3 separate regions of the Mus musculus genome follow, and regions 2 and 3 are each linked to region 1. A link is a contact called in public HiChIP or PLAC-seq data. All regions are on one chromosome and are shown on one strand. The core of a region is the stretch at or near the end of the contact, and the rest is flanking DNA. Distances in the headings are between cores, read along the strand shown. Region 1 overlaps Sema4d (sema domain, immunoglobulin domain (Ig), transmembrane domain (TM) and short cytoplasmic domain, (semaphorin) 4D). Region 2 has its middle 14 kb from the start of Gm40948. Region 3 has its middle 59 kb from the start of Gm40948.

Region 1 (3,325 bases), core at 513-3,012:
CACTCTGAGGACCCACTGAAGGCAAAGCTGCTCGCATGGGCCACTTCACGCTGGGAAAGATCCTGAAAATTTATTTTAGCTTCCACCTCGATGCAAACCCTACAAAATACAGCTTAATATTCCTAAGTATCTCCTTTCTAGGCAGTCTTTTATATGCAAACTATGGCAGCCCCCCTTATCCTCCGGGGAGCTGCCCTCCAAGACCTCTGTGGGGTGACAGACAGCGTGGAGGGTGCTCCATGCTTTTTCAAGCACACAGAAACCCAGGGCAAATTCCTTTCTAAAAATTAGACACACTGAGATTTCGAGAACAGTTAGCGATAGGACTAAGCTGTGCTAGTGTAAGCCCTCTGTCCTGTTTTCAAATGCTTCACTGTGCTGTGTTCTTTCTCCTTGTTGATTTCAGGGAACAAACATGCACACAGTGGAACAGCAGATAAGGGCTCGACTATATCCATGATGTGAAAGCAGACGCTTGGACAAGCCTCCGAGCCACAAGCCCAAGTGCTGTGCTAACAGCCGGCCAACCCAACGAATGGGGCTTCCAGACAAGACTCAGACACTTGAGATATGGCGGGAGACAAAAGCCACGTTAAGAAAGCCCACTGAATGCAGGTGTGTTCCTATAAACCTTCAGTCAGAGCCTCTAGGCCCCTGCTGTGGAGGAAGATGTGGGGTTTGACTGGCTGCTCCGCATCCATGATTTGGTCAGCCAGGAAGTGGCAGGCACTTGGGGGACCTGGGATGGGGCAAGCAGTGACAGGAGACTCGAATTGGTAGGGAGGAGGTCACAGACAAAGCTGGAGACACTCCTGAGAAAATGGCTGGGGATGCTGCCTTCACCATATGGAGTTTCCTCCTCACACATGTCAAAAAGAGTACCAATACTCTCCGGGAGCTACTGAGACGGGATGGCATAGCTACTGCCCTTGCAACAGGGCCCATATACAACAGCCTGTTCACCAGTCCAGTCACACTAGTGTAGTGAGTGTCCATGAAGGGCTGGCATGTCATCTCCACAGACTTAAATACTCCATGGTCACACAGTAGCTGGGAGCACTGGAGAGAAGCAAGGAAGCTCTCTCGGGAGGGAGACAGGCTACCTTCAGAGACGCAGTGCATGCTCCTGAAATCCCAGGGGATTTTTTTAGGTGGAGCAGTATAAGGGTAGATAACTCATGCCAGGACTCAACCCCAGCTCCCTCCTGTCTTGCCCGGAAGCTGGTGCTGACTCAGGTGTTTTGATGGTAAATTTCCCTTGTCAACAGATGGGATTTAGAGTCCTACGGAAGCACGCACTGGTGGGTATGTCTGTGAGGATGTTTCCAGAGAGGTTCAACTGAGGCTGAAAGACCAGCCCTGAGTATGGGTTGTTCTATCCTGTGGGGTGGGGTTCCCGGCTGAATAAAGAGAAGGCCAGCTGAAGTGCAACATTGTTTCCCTCGGCTTCTGCACTGCAGATGTGGCCAGATCCGAGGTCTCAAGCTCCTGCTGTCCACCTGCCCCTGCAGGCTTTGTCCTAAACTGAGCCAGAATGAACCCTTCCCTCCTTCCTTAAGTTGCTGTTGTTGGGAATTCAACAGAAAAGTGAGCAATTCACCATCTCAATATGCTTTACCCAGAAGCATCTTGCTGGCAGCCATTCTCCCTCCATCCACGCGGAACCTTCAATGCCCCCATCCCTCACCCAGACAGGCTTTTCTAGGTTCTCTAATCGCACCACGGGGCCAGCTATAGACCAGACGGACTGCTGACTCATGGGGCCACCTCCCAAGGAATCTTCCTTGGCAGTGGATTTGGTTACTCACCTAGGGATCAGCACTGTCAGACATGTCGGTATTCAGGACTTGGCTGTGTTCCTGTGGTGTTACCAGGGTCTGAAACAAGAATTGGAAAGGGGGGATGAGCAGAACCCAAGTGAATCAGACACGCACACACTAACATATGCGCATGAGACTCAGGAACAGTACTGCCCAAGAGAGCAGTCTGCTGTCATGTGCGGCACATCAGCACATCTGCCAGGTGAACCACACAGGGCAACTGCCACCAAGAACAGGAAGGTGCTGGCAGTGTCTGCCCCGCCCTGACTTATTTTCTCAGAGCTAGCCAGGAAGCAGAGCAGCAGAGTGTCCCCAGCGCAAACTAGGAGAATCAGCGTGTGTGGAGTGGGGCAGGCTGTGAAAGATAACATTTTGAGGCTGGAGAAATGGCTCAGAGGTTAAGAGCACTGACTACTCTTCCAGAGGTCCTAAGGTCAATTCCCAGCATCCACATGGTGGCTCACAACCATCTGTAATGGCATCCGATGCCCTCTTCTGGTGTGTCTAAAGACAGTGACAGTGTACCCATAAACATTAAATAAATAAGCAAGTAAATAGATAAATACAAAATGGCATTTTAGGTCAAGGAGATGACTCAGTGAGTAAAGGTGCTTCCTCCCTCCCTCCCCACCCGCCCCCCCCCCCCATGACATTCTGAGTTTGATTCCTGGGACCCACAAATGGGAAGAGAAAACTGACTCTCACAAGCTGTCCTCTGACTTCCACATGCATGTTGTGATGCACAAACAAGGAAACATTTAAAAAAGCTTTAAAAAAGAATGACATTTTAGCACATTTCCAATGCATGCCCTGAACTAGAACCACACGTTAAGAAAGGCCAGTGTTAGCACACAGTCAACCATTTTAAGCAGAGGATAGGGAGGGATGAAACCAAGACTACTCGAACTTGTGGGCTTAAAAAAAAAGAAAAAAAATCAAAGCAGGAAAGGTTTTACTATGCAATACACAAAAGACACAGAAACAGCAGGCAGAAAATGCCAGGGCCACCTTTCATAAGGTCTCCTGGAACCTGCACAGCCCCTAACCAGAGCATAAAACTGTAGAGGGCAAATCAGAGATGTTGACAGTTTGGTGTCATTAACTACATGAGGAATAAACAAGGTGTCATTACCACTTCTAGGTGGACAGGGATCACCAGGGCCAGGGATGGGGATGGCCCAGAGACCTCCCAACACAGTCGGGAAGTTCCTGCCATATATCCTGCTACTGAAAGAGTACCTCCCAGATCCCTGTGTTGAAATTTGGCAGCCCTACTGTTCCAGTATTAAGAGGGTGACACTGAATCTCTGTATTCCTGCACTGCCGGTATTTGGAGGTGGGGCTTTTGCAAGGTAATTAGATGAGGTCATGAGGATTTGGCCTCCATGATAACATTAGTAGCTTTAAAGAAGAGGAAGAAACCCATGCCTCGAATGCTCGATCTGTCTCACTGTGTGATGCCCTTGCCATGATACCCAAACATCAAAAGATGCCCAATGGATGCT
Region 2 (3,325 bases), core at 490-2,989, 310 kb after region 1:
CCAGACAATCAGGCTCTATATAGCTGGGAGTTGGAGCAGAGGGGATTGTATAGGGTATGCCTTGCTGGCAGGACCTTTTCATGGGTGTTTTGTATCTAGTCTCCTAGGTCTGGGCTGATCCCTCTCTCTCAACACCAGAGGGCTGTGACTATATGGATTGCTGGGGCCACCTCTCAGAATGTAAGAATCAGAGGACACACATGTCTAAGTCTGCTCCAGTGAGTTCAAGGGCAGAACCCAAGTGTCTCAGAACGCACAAGAGAAACCAGGCCTTCTGCAGTAGCAGGTATGACCTATGCTATGCCTGCACAAGGTGGCTTCTACATGACCTCAGAGAGGGTCCCAGTGTCATGGGTGTGGTATAGTTAGACAGGAAGCCCAGCTGGTGTACTCTTGGACTAGGTGCTGGCTTCTCAGAACAACATGGAGCTGAGCAAGTGATACTGGTTGAGTCCTGGGTCCTGTTTCTTCCTGTTTCCTGTTTCCCCACCACCCCCACCCTGTCCCCTTCCACACCCAGCCGTGCCTGCACAGCTCTGGACCTTAGTATCCTCATCTTTAAAGCCAGTGCCACTAGGCTTCCTTGAGGACCAAGTAATCCTCCATCTCGTGGAAGCTTCAGGAATGAGGGCATGGCTATGGTGAACAAGAAGAGACTCTGCCCTGAGTGAAGTGAGTACGCGGGCCCCTGAGAGTAAATTCCAGCTCTGTCTGGGTGCTGACCCGAGGCATTGCATTTCCAGAGAATCAAATGTTTGCCTTGGCAAGTGTGAACACTTACTTGGGTCTGTTTTATTTTCCCTAGAATTCCCCAGAGCTGGTTGTCACCCCCATTTCTCTAGAACACAGCTGTTATGGCAGAACCTGCCTACCCCATGCCCTCCTCTCCAACTTGCATGACAAACACCCGCTATCTCCCTCAGGAACACCCTTTGAAAGCCACTTTACTTAGCAAACAGTTATTCATTAGCAGAATGCATGAGGGAGAGACTGCCAACTTGTCCACATACAGGGACACAAGGTTCCTCACTGTCACTGTACGCTGGACCACATCTCTCAGGAACATTCTGGATGGAAGTACCATCTTGAATCCTCCGACACAGTAGAGAGTAAAAAAAAAAAAATAGTGTGGAAGCAGGCTGCTCAGAAAGGCCAGTGCTAAAGGTGGGACAATGTCTCAGTAGGTGAAGGGCCAACCCTGCAAACGTGAGAATTTGAGTTCCTATAACCCATGATCATAGCATAGGTCATGCCTGCTACTGCAGAAGGCCTGGCTTCTCTTGTGTGTTCTGAGACCCTTGGGTTCATCCCTTGAACCCACAGGAGCAGACTAGACATGTGTGTCCTCCGATTCTTACAGTCTGAGAGGTGGCCGGCTTATGCCTTTAATCCCATCACTAGGGAGGCAGAGACAGTTGGATTCCTGGGCCTGGCTATTCAGCCAGTCTAATCAAATCAGTGAGGTTCAGGCCAGTGAGAGATGCTATTTCCAAAAACAAGGTGGTGGCATCCTGAACAATTGACTCTCGAAGTTGACCATCTGCCTCCACACAGTGAGTTGGCCCAGGCTAAATACTTGCTGGTGCCTTCCAGCAGAAGGCCTGGGTGATAACTAAATGAAAGAACAAGCCAGGAGCCAGACATCCATCCATATTTGAGCATGCCCTGTTTCACATCCTGTTTGTGCTGGTCCTCAAGTCTGGGCGTACATGACCCTGTTTCCTGGCCTCGGACTGCTAAGCTTCTGTGAGGACGTGAACATGACCTCCCTCACCTCTGGTCTGTTTGGATTTACACTGTGGTTGAAGCCTGTATTGATCTGAGAAGCTAGCTGGCATTTGAGGCCATAGCAGCCAGGGAGTTCTTCGTTTCTCACCAGAATTGGTTTCTTCCCTGCATGCCCTAGATCAATCAATTGCTATTTGTAGAGACACAGAGGGGCCACTGGAGGCCCAAGGTGTTGTGTTTTATAAAAAAAAAAATGAGAAGGAAGGAATCTGTTTGGTGGAGGTCTGATATAGTGTGGGGGAAGGTGGTGCTTCTGAGGGCCCATGCTGAGGCATCCCTTCCCTCTGAGGTACCAGTCACGCGACCAATATAGTATAGAATAGAGTTTGTTCAGGGCATGGGGAGGGGAGTTGAGAGAAAGGGAGGGAGGGAGAGAGAGAGGGAGAGAGAGAGAGGAAGAAGAAGGAGGAGGAAGAGGAAGATGAGGAGAAGGAGGAGGAAAGAGGTTGGCCATGAGCACGTGGAGGGGGGAGGGGAATGGGGAGAGAGGGGGAGCAGGATCAAGAGAGCAAGAGAGAGAGGAGGGGGCAAGCCCTTTTATAGTGAGTCAGGCACACTTGGCTGTTGCCAGGTAACTGTGGGGCGGAGCCTAGACTAAATGCCAACATAAACTGTCTGTCCTCTAAGTGTCAAGCACATGCTATGACTAACTAGCAAACCCTGTGTCTCCAGAGGGAGGGAATCCTAGCATCCTGAGGCTTCAGGGGAAGGCTGTGGGATTTGATGATTGATTTCTTTCCAACTCTGGAACAGAACGTACACAACAGATGCATATTAAAAGAGAGTTTACACTGGGCATTGGTGGCACACGCCTTTAATCCCAGCACTTGGGAGGCAGAGGCAGGCAGATTTCTGAGTTCGAGGCCAGCCTGGTCTACAGCATGAGTTCCAGGACAGCCAGGGCTATACAGAGAAACCCTATGTCAAAAAAAGAGAAAAAAGAAAAAAGAAAAAAGAAAGAAAGAAAGAAAGAAAAAGAAAAGGAAAAGGAAAAAGCAAAAGAAAGAAAGAAAGAAAAGAAAGAAAGCAAAAGAAAAAAGAAAAAGAAAGAAAAAGAAAGAGAAAGAGAAAAAGAAAAAGGAAAAGAAAAAGAAAAAGAAAAAGAAAAAGAAAAAGAAAAGAGAATTTACTAGATTGACTTACAGGGTAGAGGCCAGATAGGTCAACAATGGCTGCCTGTATGCTTGGAGAGCTGGGGAACCAGGCAGCTGTTTAATCCATCGACCATGCCTCCACAGTCTTAGTCTGGGACTGAAGGTCTGGAGCAGTGGTTCTCAACTTTCCTAATGCTGCAGGGTGTGAGCCTTTGATACAGTTCTTCGTGTTGTGGTGACCCGCAATCATGAAATTATTTCATTGCTACTTCATAGATGTATTATTGCTAGTAAATCTCAGATGTGCGGGATACCGAATATGTAGTGCCCAAAGGGGTCACGATCTACAGGTTGAGAATCACTAGACTAGTGGGTCTCTGGAGAGTTGCTGGTCTTCAGCCTACAGCAGAAGTTCTGAAAAACTGGGTTCTGATAGTGGTAGC
Region 3 (3,325 bases), core at 371-2,870, 260 kb after region 1:
TTGCAGGGTTTTCTCTGTCCAATCACATTAGGGCGGTGGCAGGCCTGTGATTGGACAGGAAAAGGGAGGTGGAGCTAGAAGTTGGGGAGACAGAGAGAGAGGTCCCAGGAGGGAGGAGGGAGAAGAATGAGAATGGAGGCTGACATGGTGTTATCTAAAGGTTAGAATAATTGAGTTACAAGTTTTAGCATTACCAACTGGCTCTGAAATTATTGTATTGGTATCTTGTAAAATGTGATATTATTAGTACATAAATCTAATTGTTTAACTATAAGCTTAAGAGTCTTAAATCTACTGGGTAATTAGGTATTGAGATGGCTAACCAGGGGTGTGTGGGGCAATGCATGGAAGCGAGAGGAACATGCACACACACACACACACACACCCATCCTAGAACTGGCCTGGCAGAAGCCCTGTGACCTTGCAGGGCCAGAGAGTTGGTGGGCCAAGAGACCATGCAAGTGCGACCGAGTGTGATCATCTGGTGTGGGGGCCAGCCCCAGAGAGTTGGCAGGTTCTTTTCTTTAATATTTCCTGCAACACGCTCTGAGACTCTGAGACTTCATTTGGGTTGTGCCCTGCATGACAGACTATGAGGGTTGCACGGTGCTCCCTGCATTTTGTGTCATGACCAGGCTGGGGACAGTGTAAGAACTTGACCTTGCAGTCAGCTTGTCACAAGTGCAGGTGGCCTGAGGAGCCCTGAGTTCCAAACTGGCATCTGAAACAGAGGCACCTTTAAAGCATAAATCCTTTGCTGAATGCCCATGAAGCCAACGCCTCTCTGGTGTGTGTGTGTGTGTGTGTGTTTGTGTGCATGTGTGTACACACATGCATGAGTACACACAGAGGCTAGAGGTCAACCTTGGGTGTCATTCCTCCACTTTTGAGGACTAGATGCCAGCGCTTCCCTTTCCGTCTCCCAGGGATCTCTGATAGACCTGGAACTTCCCTGTTAGGCTAATCTGGTTGTTCAGCGAACCTCAGGGACTCATCTGTCTCAGCCTTCTTGGTGGTGGGATTATAGGCATGGACCACCAAGCCCTGCTTTCTACATAGCATCTGAGCACCAAACCCAGAGCCTTACGCTTGTGAGGTAGGGACTTTACTGACTGAGCCGTCTCCCTAGGTCCTTGGCATGTTCTTCGTTGACCCAGATGTCGTGGGATCCTGACTAAGAAGACACACCTTGTATGAGGGGTTGCGGTCACATAGTGTGTCCTTTAAAATAGCTCTTGTAGACTTACTTTGAGTCTGTCAAGGTTCAAAAGGTTCATATTGATAATAAATACACAGAGATGTCCCAGAGGCTTCTGTGAGTTGCTGGTGTTTAGGGCCAGGAACTTGTATTACTTGTTTCTCAGTTCATCACGGAGATGACCGTACCTACTAGAGTCTCCTTTCTTCCTGCAGAGCTGCCTTCCTGTGTGGGCTGCCCTTCTCGGCCCCAGAACTTCTTCACCCACCTTTGCTTTGCCTTATCTCTTTATGGACTACTTTTGGGGAAAGAGGAAGGCAGGGCTTGCTGCTGTTTGCCCCTGCCCTAGCACTTAGGAAGACATGGCTTTGTGAAGGCCACACCCACAATGCAGAGTGCCAGCTGGCCCAAAGCCTCCAAGAGCTCAGCAGACCACAGGCTTCAATTCAATGACTTGTTCCCTCGGAGGCCTCTCCAAGGAGCTGAGTCAGGTGAACCTTGGGAATTCCACAAGTTCCCTCCTTGCTGTCCAGCCTCAGAAGGCCCCTTTCTGAGTAGAGTGTCCCTCAGAGTAGAGTGCCCCTTCCCGAGAGAGAGCAGCCTGTCATGGCTCAAAGTCCTCTGTGGAGCAGAGTGCTTTCTTTACTATATAGTCTGGGCCTGGATTCCTGTCCTCAGATCTCTGCTTTCTGCCCATCTAAAAAGCTGGTGATGCAGGCAGAAACAAAACAAACAAAACAAAAATGGCTAGATGCCGGTGCTTCCGTTTCCGTTTCCGTCTCCCAGGGAGCACCCCTACCCTCAGCCAACGACCTCCCTCCGATGGCTCTTTATTACTTCCCACTATCAAGTTCCCCCCAGCTGTGGCAGCTGAAGTTCAAAGCTCTCTCCTTGTAGTACAGTGTGTCCTTGGAGGGCAATCTGCAGCGCTGATTAATGCTTGCTGGGTGGTTCCCGCAGCCGGCAGCCCCACAGCCGGCGGCCCCACAGCCCACGTGGGGCTCTCTGAGGCAAGTAGAAATCAGCCAGGAAGAAGTCATCCATCGTTTCTTGGGCTTGTGCTGTCAGCCTTGGGTCTTGCAGACTTCTGAAGACCCAGGAAAGGAAAATCTTGTGAGCATTTGCTAGCCCAGAGTCTCGTCCCATGCACCACCTGTGGCTGTCTACACCACACAATACAAAGGTCCACGGACCAGCAGCCGAGCAGCAGGCTCTGACCTCACCACTTACAGAGGACTGTGAAGAGCCTTGATCTATGTGTCTGTGTTACCCGATCTCAAACACTGCAGACAGTGAGGGATGACTCCTTGCTTGGGGACACGATGCAGTCTGTTAGAATGGAATTTTGGAGTTGCGGCCAGACAGAGCTCAGAGAAAATGGCAATTAGTGGGTAGACAGAAAAGCCTCGTCACCTGGGCCTGGTGCTCGGGGAACTGCTGAGCCACACTTGTCATGCATGGGACCTCACATAGGGGTGGCTCAGGCTGAGATCACTGCGGACCACGCACCTGATGCACAGCCTGCCAGCACAGTGACTGTTGGAGTGTCTGGCCAGACTGAGTGTGGTCCAGGGGAGTGGCTTTGGCCACATGGTATGACTGTAGAGTCAGTTACCCAGGGCGGAATGCCATATGGCAGGGACTTGCAAAGCAGGCAGCTGGACAGTTGATGGGCATCTCCACAGGATAGACTTTGTGCATGGTGAAGCAATATGCTAGCAATTGCCTACTGCATGCCCCGAGAAGGAATCCTATCATACTGCCAGCAGCTGTTAGCAGAGAGGGTATTCAGCAATAATTCAGAGGCCACCTTGAAAGCATGAGTGAATTCTCTCCCTTTAAAAGAATCTGGATGTGAATCTTACAGAAAACATGAAAGCAACCTCAGGAGATTGCAGAGGGGAGATGTTCTTTCCTGGGCAGGGTCATCTCAAGAGTGTGACCTTCACTTAAGAGTGGCCATGGGAGAGAAAGCAAGAAGAGACAGACAAGTACTGCAGTTAAGCTGTGTTGGTGGACAGGGCTGTGTTGGTGGGCGGGGCACTGGATCCTGCTTGTCCATCACTGTGGGAGATCGTTTCTTAAAGACAGTCATTCTGTGGAGATGCATTTCTATGTCCTCTGAAA

Evidence for each region. HiChIP or PLAC-seq counts read pairs in DNA pulled down with a chosen protein or histone mark.
Region 2: an HNF4G HiChIP or PLAC-seq map of pancreatic cancer cells shows a contact between it and region 1. The contact joins two enhancer-like sites. A contact is called at or near these places in 2 of 115 datasets of contacts at active chromatin or transcription factors (memory CD8 T cells and pancreatic cancer cells) and 1 of 9 other capture datasets (liver).
Region 3: a contact with region 1 is called in an HNF4G HiChIP or PLAC-seq map of pancreatic cancer cells. The contact joins two enhancer-like sites. A contact is called at or near these places in 3 of 115 datasets of contacts at active chromatin or transcription factors (effector CD8 T cells, memory CD8 T cells and pancreatic cancer cells) and 1 of 9 other capture datasets (liver).

The regions. Positions count from the first base shown.
Region 1 is chr13:51,761,444-51,764,768 of GRCm38.p6, forward strand. It overlaps Sema4d (sema domain, immunoglobulin domain (Ig), transmembrane domain (TM) and short cytoplasmic domain, (semaphorin) 4D), which reads right to left. Exons shown (of 16, transcript NM_013660.5): 2 at 1,809-1,877. Among named protein-coding and RNA genes, the nearest start is that of Sema4d, 31 kb to the right of the region's middle. Within about 2 kb of position 1,763, at least 72 of the 459 cell types and tissues checked have an H3K27ac peak or open chromatin away from gene starts, as enhancers often do. A contact at or near this core is called in pancreatic cancer cells, where this site is marked.
Region 2 is chr13:52,067,527-52,070,851 of GRCm38.p6, forward strand. No RefSeq gene overlaps it. Among named protein-coding and RNA genes, the nearest start is that of Gm40948, 14 kb to the right of the region's middle. Within about 2 kb of position 1,740, at least 20 of the 459 cell types and tissues checked have an H3K27ac peak or open chromatin away from gene starts, as enhancers often do. A contact at or near this core is called in pancreatic cancer cells, where this site is marked.
Region 3 is chr13:52,022,876-52,026,200 of GRCm38.p6, forward strand. No RefSeq gene overlaps it. Among named protein-coding and RNA genes, the nearest start is that of Gm40948, 59 kb to the right of the region's middle. Within about 2 kb of position 1,621, at least 153 of the 459 cell types and tissues checked have an H3K27ac peak or open chromatin away from gene starts, as enhancers often do. A contact at or near this core is called in pancreatic cancer cells, where this site is marked.